Linked DNA regions of Bombyx mori: region 1 is linked to region 2. A link is a contact called in public Hi-C data. All regions are on one chromosome and are shown on one strand. Each heading gives the region's core, a stretch centred on a gene start, on an enhancer-like site or on the middle of the called end of the contact. The rest is flanking DNA. Distances are from core to core; before and after follow the strand shown. Region 1 overlaps LOC101746494 (protein gustavus). Region 2 holds the start of LOC101746494 (protein gustavus).

Evidence for each region. A called contact is a pair of places that touch in the nucleus more often than the background predicts.
Region 1: a Hi-C map of whole pupa shows a contact between it and region 2, with 2.6 times the contacts expected there. The contact joins the enhancer-like site here to the promoter of LOC101746494 in region 2. A contact is called at or near these places in 2 of 7 Hi-C or Micro-C datasets (both in whole pupa).

What each region holds. Positions count from the first base shown.
Region 1 is chr3:9,136,653-9,141,327 of ASM3026992v2, forward strand. LOC101746494 (protein gustavus) reads left to right here. Exons shown (of 6, transcript XM_012695145.4): 6 at 1-1,211. LOC101746638 reads right to left here. Exons shown (of 19, transcript XM_004931700.5): 14 at 3,880-4,063; 15 at 3,223-3,586; 16 at 2,543-2,708; 17 at 1,950-2,148; 18 at 972-1,104; 19 at 1-115. Among protein-coding and RNA genes, the nearest start is that of LOC101746638, 18 kb to the right of the region's middle. Within about 2 kb of position 2,004, at least 7 of the 8 cell types and tissues checked have open chromatin away from gene starts, as enhancers often do.
Region 2 is chr3:9,073,605-9,077,904 of ASM3026992v2, forward strand. It overlaps LOC101746494 (protein gustavus), which reads left to right and starts at 2,872. Exons shown (of 6, transcript XM_012695145.4): 1 at 2,872-3,122.

The DNA of each region.
Region 1 (4,675 bases), core at 754-3,253, 62 kb after region 2:
GTTCTATAACTGTATCATCACTAATTATAATAGTATTTTCTTCAGGGAAATCTTGCAGTAGCTCTATTTGCGCGGTCAGCTCTTGCAGACCCCCAATCAGTTCATTCAAAGAAACCTGAAATAAATATAAACAAATGAGAATTTTTATTTACTTTTACATTAGATCATATTAATTATAGTTTTAATGAATTGACTATGACTGTCCCCGTCGTAATTTTGGCACAACAATGACACAGTGGCTTAGTCTTACATTTCATCATTTACAGTGTGTCACTTTTGTGATGAGAATACGATATAATATTTAATAACGCGAAGCTTTTCTCTAGAATCTGTTGTTACTGATTTTTTAAATAGAAAAATCTCCAGCTTTTTATAAATATTGTACTGAATTTGGAGACTTAGCTCGATACATTACAATTACAGTACATTTCCCACACAATCAAAATAAGCATACAGCGAATGTATTAAAAATTATGTACTATGCAATGAATATGAACACCACTATTTGCTTGTGTGGAAATCTGTATGTAGAATGTTTATGAGGCAGTAACCAATGTGGACTACTAGAGCAGCAAGTACTCAGTAAGGTACAAAATCTTATTGGTTGCTTCAGCTCTTTACGACACATTGACGAAAACTGCTTTTGATAGCTGTAAGTAAAGACAATTTGCCTTAAACATTACAGAAAACAACCAACTAATATAGATACTGATAGTTTAATAACGTAATAGTATTAGTACTGTTACGGCAATAGTAAAGAATCACGCGTATTCAGACGCACGATTTTGTAAATTATAATCTCAGATCCGTACATTTTGTAAACGTGGATCGAATGAGCTTTACTAAAACTCTTTGTTTTATTAGAATGAGATATAAGTAGAATAATTTGACGGAGATCCAAACTACATTAAGTTTGTTTTCAAATATAAGGGCTGAACACAGCAGCATTTGTTTAATTTCAATATACTTACTTTCGATTCTTCAAATTCTTTCAAAAAATTGTCCATATTGGAATCTTCACCTTCGAACTGGCCGGCCAGTACTTTCAAGTGGTCAGGTAAAATTGAGGTATCTAAACCTTCACTTGTATTATTTCGCAGTACTCTAAAAGGAAAACAAAATATATGAAGTGAGATCAAACATTATCCGTATATAGTAGAACATAACGCCAATTATGTTTAATATTAGATAATTAAAATGATAAAGAACAATTTAAGTTTTTCATTCCATATTCCCTTAATAGAAATGTATCAACTATTTTATTCTATAAATATGAAAAATGAATATGATTAAGATTTTTTTTTATATTTGGTTTTTGGGTTTAAATCTGTTAAAATGCCAATTTCTGTTGATTACTTTTGTTAATTGTCTTTTTATACTTTAGTATTTTTAAAGCTTTCAATTAGAAAGGACATTGGTCACCGCTTCACTTGAACAAGCAATATCGGGGAGAAAGCTGCCTCTACTAAAATAACATAATAATATATTTTCTCACTCAACTTACAAATAATAGATATATTTAATACGTTTTTTATTTTTTTTATGTTTGAGAGATTACTGGTGGTCCAGAGGCCTTTCTAGTTTGACTAAGACAGGTGGACGAGCAAAGGCTCAGCCAGGAGGCGTGGGATTTGCTATCAGCTACCCAAGCGCCTCCAAAGAAGACCTAACGACTCGAGAGTAGCTGCTTCGCGAATGAATCTACTACCGGATTGGGATCGACCCGCTGAGAACGTTCGGTGAGAAACTCAGCGGGCTGATGTTTAGGTTAGGTTGCACGTCGAGCTCTTTGCCAAGTTCGACGAGTACGGTTACTTTACGGGGTCTCTACTCCTAGTGTTAGAGCTAAAGGTGTCTAATGCAAGGGTTATTGGACCTGATGGATTCGTAAGGACGTGATATTTAATATGTGCTCAGTGACGCACAGTATGTAGTTGCACTTCGTTTACCTCAGTATCCTTCTTCTGGTGTACTCATGTCCAGTGAGCAAAGTGACGGTAGCCAGAGCCGTAGCGGTGGCGGTGTCCCGAGCTCTGCGCTCGACTTGCGCCCAGTCCACCTGCAGCGACACCGTATGTCGAGAACGTGGCTTCACGACGCACCGGTCGCCCAGCCAGGAAGCTGTTTTTGACACTGACATGTATTGTACTGGAAAATAAATAAATTCAACCATGAAATTCTTTACTAGAGATAATATTAAAATCTAAATTTAAACATAACGTATGGCTTGTAGCGGGTAGCTAACGTAGAACACAAAATATTCGGTTCCGCGAGTAAATTAACCCTTAGACATGGCCTACTGACTTTCTCGCCGGATCTTCTCAGTGGGTCGCGTTTCTGATCCAGTTGTAGATTCTGCGAAGCACTGCTCTTGCTAGGGCTAGTGTTAGCAATTTCTCTCAAGCCCGTGAGCTCGCTTACCAGGTCAAGCTTAATTAACTGGAGGCTACCAGTGAACATCTACATATACTGTGAACATTGTCAAACTCTGGTGGTTTTTAAATTAGATAACACAAAACTATATGTAAAAATATAAACTTACAATTAAAATGTACTCGCGCACATACAAACGTTGGCATGGCTGATTTGTTGTAAAGCTCCAAGTTAATTGGCATCCTAGTGACGGCGCGCACTAGTGCGGTGTCACCATATGTGACCAGGCCCGACCAACGCATATTCTCTCCACTGGCACACGCAAATAGTTTCACCTAGTTTACAAAAAATTAAAAATTAATATTTCGTGCCTCTTTGGAGATTCAACACCGAAATGTGAAATATGTTTTTCAATTTATTTATGAATGCTTAATTTTTTTTGTCAAACTCATATAGGAGGGGCCAATGTTCAGCAGAAGCCCATTTGAGTGAGAGAGCTCAAGGCCCACTTGAGATATAAGGCCGAAGTCTCAAGGGTGTAGTATAAGGGATGCCCCACCCTTAAAAATAGAAATATGACTGCTTCACAGCAAAAATGGGCAAGATGGCGGTACCTATCCTAGCGAGCTCACAACACAATCCGATAATCAGTAGGTTTTTTGTTGTTTTGTTCATAGGGAGTCGCGAGATTTGAAACCTGACAAATTTTCATCACTCAACAAGAACGAACAGAAGTAACTAAAGAGTCTTATTCTTTAGACCACAACGACTTCAAGAAACATTATTATGTGCTTGATGAAATATATAAAAATAACTAATAACTTAATGCATGTAATAAATTATAGCTACCTTTCTCGAATAATCACTGTTTTTGTCTAACATTAAATTTAACATCCCCGCTTGAGGGTGGTTGGTGGTGGGCGAGAATATTATCGGCAACGGTCTACACTCCATAGGTCCAAACGTGAGACTATAGATACCCCTGTTATCGCCGCGCGGTAGATCCACAGAAAAACCTTCTCCGAAAACTTGACAACGAATTTGTATTCTTTTATTTAAAGAATTTTTTAAACTCAATTCTTTTCTGCCGCCTCGCACCCAAGACATAATGTTGAAATTCGTTTTTATCGGAAACGTTTTCGGCTTCTCTGTTCCACCAGAAATTTCAATTGATGTCTGATGAAAGGATGCTGTTTCTTCGAATATTAACTTTCTGCAAACAAAACAACTCTAATGAGCTGACAAGATATCATGGACCTTTCACAAAAACAGCGACAAGCGTTAATACTATTTCACAGAAGACAACAATCATGATTGGGAAATTTAAACGTATTTACATTTTTTGTTTACATGCAATATTTACTATAGGCCATTTCTATTTCCTATAGGCTTATAGCTTATTACATAAGACTTCGAGAAAGAAGGACTTCTTAGAGCCAGTATTACAATCAAAAGTTATTTTTATGCAATGGATTTAGCAGATTGAATTAATTTTTATCTACTTACGCGTTACAGACAACACCTTCAGCGCCGTCGTAGTTCAAATTAACGGTTTTCGTACCGCCAGGCTGCAACTCGAAGTTGGACGGCGCGACTTTAAATGGAATCTCTACCGAAGAGTCACTTCTCAGCTTCGCTATCCACGTTCCTGGTATTGAACCGGCATTTTGTACTTTTATGCTGATCGCCTCTATAACAGTTAAACATATAAGTTTTAAGTTATCAATAAATGGATTTATTTTCTCATTTACGTTAAGGTGGTCATAATATCGTAGAATCCGCGGTACTCGAAGTTGTGTCTGAATCTAGGCCAAATTGTTCAGCTACGCAGAGAATTGTTCGAGAAGGAAGTCTGAATACAACTATCTAGGCCAAATTGTTGAACTAGGCAGGGCCAACTTCGAGAAAGAAGCTGATAAGCGCATACAGTTGGGCTGGTCTGAGTATGGAAAGCTCCGTCATTTATTTAATTCGGCAATCCCGCAATGATTAAAGACAAAAGTCTTCAACGCATGCGTGCTACCAGTCATGGCATATGGCGCCGAAACGTGGACATTGACGGTAGGTCTGGTCCGTAAGTTCAAAGTCAATCAACGTGCTATGGAAAGGGGTATGCTCGGAGTTTCTTTGGTGGATCTAGTCAGAAATGACAAAATCGGTCGAAGAGCAAAAGTAACCGACATAGCCCTAAGTATTAGCAAGCTGAAGTGGCAATGGGCCGGACATACGAGTCGCAGAACCGATGGCCGATGGCGCAGACGCGTTTCGGACTAGAGACCACGTAACGGTAAGCGCAGCGTTA
Region 2 (4,300 bases), core at 1,622-4,121:
ATCCCGCAGGCGGGTACCAATTTTTCAAATGAAATACGTACTTAACAAATGTTCACGATTGACTTCTTTGGTGAAGGAATAACATCGTGTAATAAAAATCAAACCCGCAAAATCATAATTTACGTAATTACTGGTGGTAGGACCTCTTGTGAGTCCGCACGGGCAGGTACCACCACCTATTTCTGCCGTGAAGCAGTAATGCGTTTCGGTTTGAAGGGTGGGGAAGCCGTTGTAACTATACCGAGACCTTAGAACTTATATCTAAAGGTGTGTGGCGCATTTACGTTGTAGATGTCTATGGCCTCCAGTAACCACCTAACACCAGGTGGGCTGTGAGCTCGTCCACACATCTAAGCAATAAAAAAAATTAAAAAAAACAACGCATGGTGACAATTTTATTTGCCACTTAAAGGCTTACAACTCGTCTAGTGTCCTAAACGTACATATATCCATGCATGATCAATCAAAAACCATAAAAATAAAAATCTAAATAGGTATTAGTTGTCATGTCTTCCTAACCATAAACTTAATTAGCCATGAAATTGAGCTCACGAAATATGTTTGAAAGGATGCTCGTAAAACTGAAAGGAACATATTTTAATATCCGTGAAATGTGACACTGCATGTGTTCCAATACATTCTCATATGACGCGATGTGCAGGACCATAATGTACTAGCGACCCGCCCTCGCTTCGCTTCAGGCACTATCATTTATTATTGATTTTTTTTAATTTTCTATTATAGAAATCTGAAACTCAGAAAATGTTGTTATATAGGATATTGTATAGCTGATTGTTTGTAGTACCACAATTAGGTTCTACCACGTGGCTCTCTAAATACTTGCACCGCCATTACCCTATCAAATCTACCTATCTATTGCCTAGTGACTTCTGGCTGCTTCTGGCAATTCGTAGAGCTACAAATGTACTTTACGCCCTTTCAAATGATACACCATTTCAATTGAAGCCTGCCAACGTATTTTGCAACAGACAGGTGTTCAATCAATTCAGTTCAGTTGCTAGAGCTAGTGTTAGCAAATTCACTCAAGTTGAGCTCGTGAGCACACCTACCCGTCCGCGCGAAGTAGAAAAAAAAGAGAATAACGTGAACTGTAACTTAAGCTACACAGGAAATTTCTATCATCATAATACTTATAAACTATACAGTCCTAAAAATCGGCTTTACATCGGCTCTTGATAATTTGACTTATGAAAGACAGATTTTGGACAATATATTGTCTAAAGATAGTAAGTAAAAGGTATTATCAGTTTCGTAACCTACTGCAGTAGCCACGTAACATCCGATGAACCCTGAGCATTAGGCCCTTATTATAAATAGCACTATAAGCCTACTATAGGTAATATAGAACACCAAAGCTTGCAAAATTTTCATAATTCGTTTATACGGTCGATGGTTGTCTAGAAAAGATGGTTTTTAGCGAAAATACTGCTCATTGCATATATCGTCTTATAAATAGTTTATATTCTATTTTATATATGTGTATTTGTGTTTTGATGTAGGTATAATTTAATATACTCTACACGTATTGTAATATGAGTTTATTCGGCACACTGACTTTTAATTTTCAGCTACCGTACGTATATATTGTCTTTTCGCATTAAAAGTGTGCAATTTTCAAAAATATTCGAAATTGAGTTAATATACGGAATCATTTGGTATCACCAGTATTTTTCTCATAAATACTGTCAAAAGAGCGTAGTTTAGTTTTAATTTTTTTTTTAGTTTACCTATATTTTGACTACTATTAACAAAATTAATACATAATTTTATCTTTAAAAGACAGATAATGTAACTGGTAAAAACTAAAAAATAAATGTTGCAAAGATGATTAATATTAAAAATATGATATGTTAAACCTTTAAAACACTCTCCTGTAAAATTTAGTACGTTTTGAGATTATACAGTTTTTATGCGAATTAGGTACATATTTCCGTAAATATTAGATCATGAATTAATGGGAAGAAAGAAAAGATGATTAGAAGGCCAATTAAAAAATAACTAAAGACGATGTTTTGAACTCTAGATCCTGTAAATAATGTGATAAAGTAGCTTGATATTTTGGTAAAAGCTAACAACTAAGAATACAAAAGGATTTTATGACGAACAACGAATTAAATGTTAGTTTCCAATTTCAAGAAAAACGCCAATTTTTCGAAAAATGTTGTATTTCAGTGACATCTGTTAAAATATTATTGAATCTAGTTTTCTTTAGTAACTTTAGTAACGCTTCTAGAATTCCACGCTAGATGGCGAAACTATACACAACACTGTTTTAGCAGTGTTCTCACGCTACGAATTTATCGAAATATCGATAATAATTATCTTGTCTTGAAATACATTTTTGTCATTTATTGCAAACTTTGTTATGCTATACAAAAAAATGCTAACGTAACTAAGGTAGCTTAAATTGTGGAAAGAATACCAGCTGTACCTAACTAATTTATATGTATTATTTATAGCTGTACCGATCCGGTGTCCCGGTGGTTTGCTCCTAGGTCTATTTCTCAATTCTATCCTAGCTAACGCTACTGCAGGACTGCAGATACGATTTTTCGGGCAGTTTTCAGCCACTAGCATAAAATTTCATTCTACACAAAGAGCTTTTGAAGACATATTTTGTCTAATGTATGTGGGATGCCGAATTGGTGATTATTTTAACTTCCGCGTCACTTGAATGATACAAATAGAAAAAAAATCTTCAGTATTCCTTCCAGTTATGTATTTCTTTCTTTCTTAGCGTTGTTGTTCTGTGTCGGAAAAATAATCGATGTGAGTCCAACACTACTTGTATTGATGTTAAAAAATAAGCGTGGAGTAGAGGTGCAGCTTTAACGACATACCTAGTTAAAACGCATGCGCGTCGCTAGTATTGTTTTTTCTCTTTCTGTACTGGTTTGTTTTGTGATTTGTGTCATGCCCCAGTCCCTCGCTTAAAATTTTTATAGCAAAGTATTTATGTTACTTCAAAAGTATTTATAGTTCTATTATTTAATGGAAAGATTAGTAAATATTTTTTTATAGTATTGTGATGATAAGTGCTGTGATTAACTATACTCAGGGCTGGGAAACTAAAGCGGCACCGTGGAGTCACGAAAACGAAGGTAAAAAAGTTTCTATTGGTAGTTGAAGACTCTCTTAATGTACTAAACAATTTCAGCGTGTATGCAATTATGTACCACAATACCAAAATGCTTTATTGACCACTAGCTAAATCCTTTTTGACTCATTTCAAATAAGATTCGTGTGTATAAAAAAGTTTTAAGCTGGGCATAAAGCTAAGCACATGGGTCGATATTTAAACACGCTCCTATCTTTAGTATTCGAGGACGTTACGAATCCATATAGCATTTGGATATTCAATACAAATAAGATAAATATTTACACAGATTTACAAATGCCACTTACTTTTTAGAAAAATCAAATTCTACAAATGAAACTTATTCATTGTTTAGAATTATTTAATATAAATTGACTATTCAGAAATCGATGCTTTGTATTTTGCTTTTCACAACTAATTACTCTTTGCTTATACACCATTAGATTGATTGCCTTCATTGTTATTTCTTACACAAAGAAAACACTCTTCAGGAAGTACTAATACAAAATTACAGTTATTACATACTTACATCACAGATTCTTATTGTCTCCTACAATTTTGCATAAAATAAACAAATTATAATTTAATATTCATCACCAAGTCTTCTAAATCAATATTTTACAAAATATGAATTTGCAAGCAATTTTAACAGAATACAATTCAAATTTACAAGTACCTATTAAAACATATTTGAGCTTGCATGAATATGAACACAGCCAATATCTACCAAGAATCGGTAATGCATTAAGATTTATCACCCTTTGCATCGAGGTACGTAGTGTGTATGACCTGCAGAAATTAGTTATCATCAGAATATTTGACTTATCTAGCCCATGTTCAGCCTAAAACTAAAGAATCTAAAAAATATAGGTTGAGATATGACAACAATAACATTTGTATGTATTAAACATTAAAGTTTTTGCCCAAAGTAAATAATATTTTTTTTTTAACAGATGGACAACCAATTTCCCATCTAGATAATATACAAGTTATCAGAACCCATAGACCTCATAAGTGAATGTAACTGCCCACTCTGAGTCAAATGGTGCAAATCGTAATATAGCTGCTATCCTACCTTTCAGACGGAATGGATTATTCCTCTACGCCAGAAATGAGTAGATATGATTTTAAGTGTAAACTATCATCAGTAAACTCCGAACAAAAGTTAAGATGAAAAAGGAG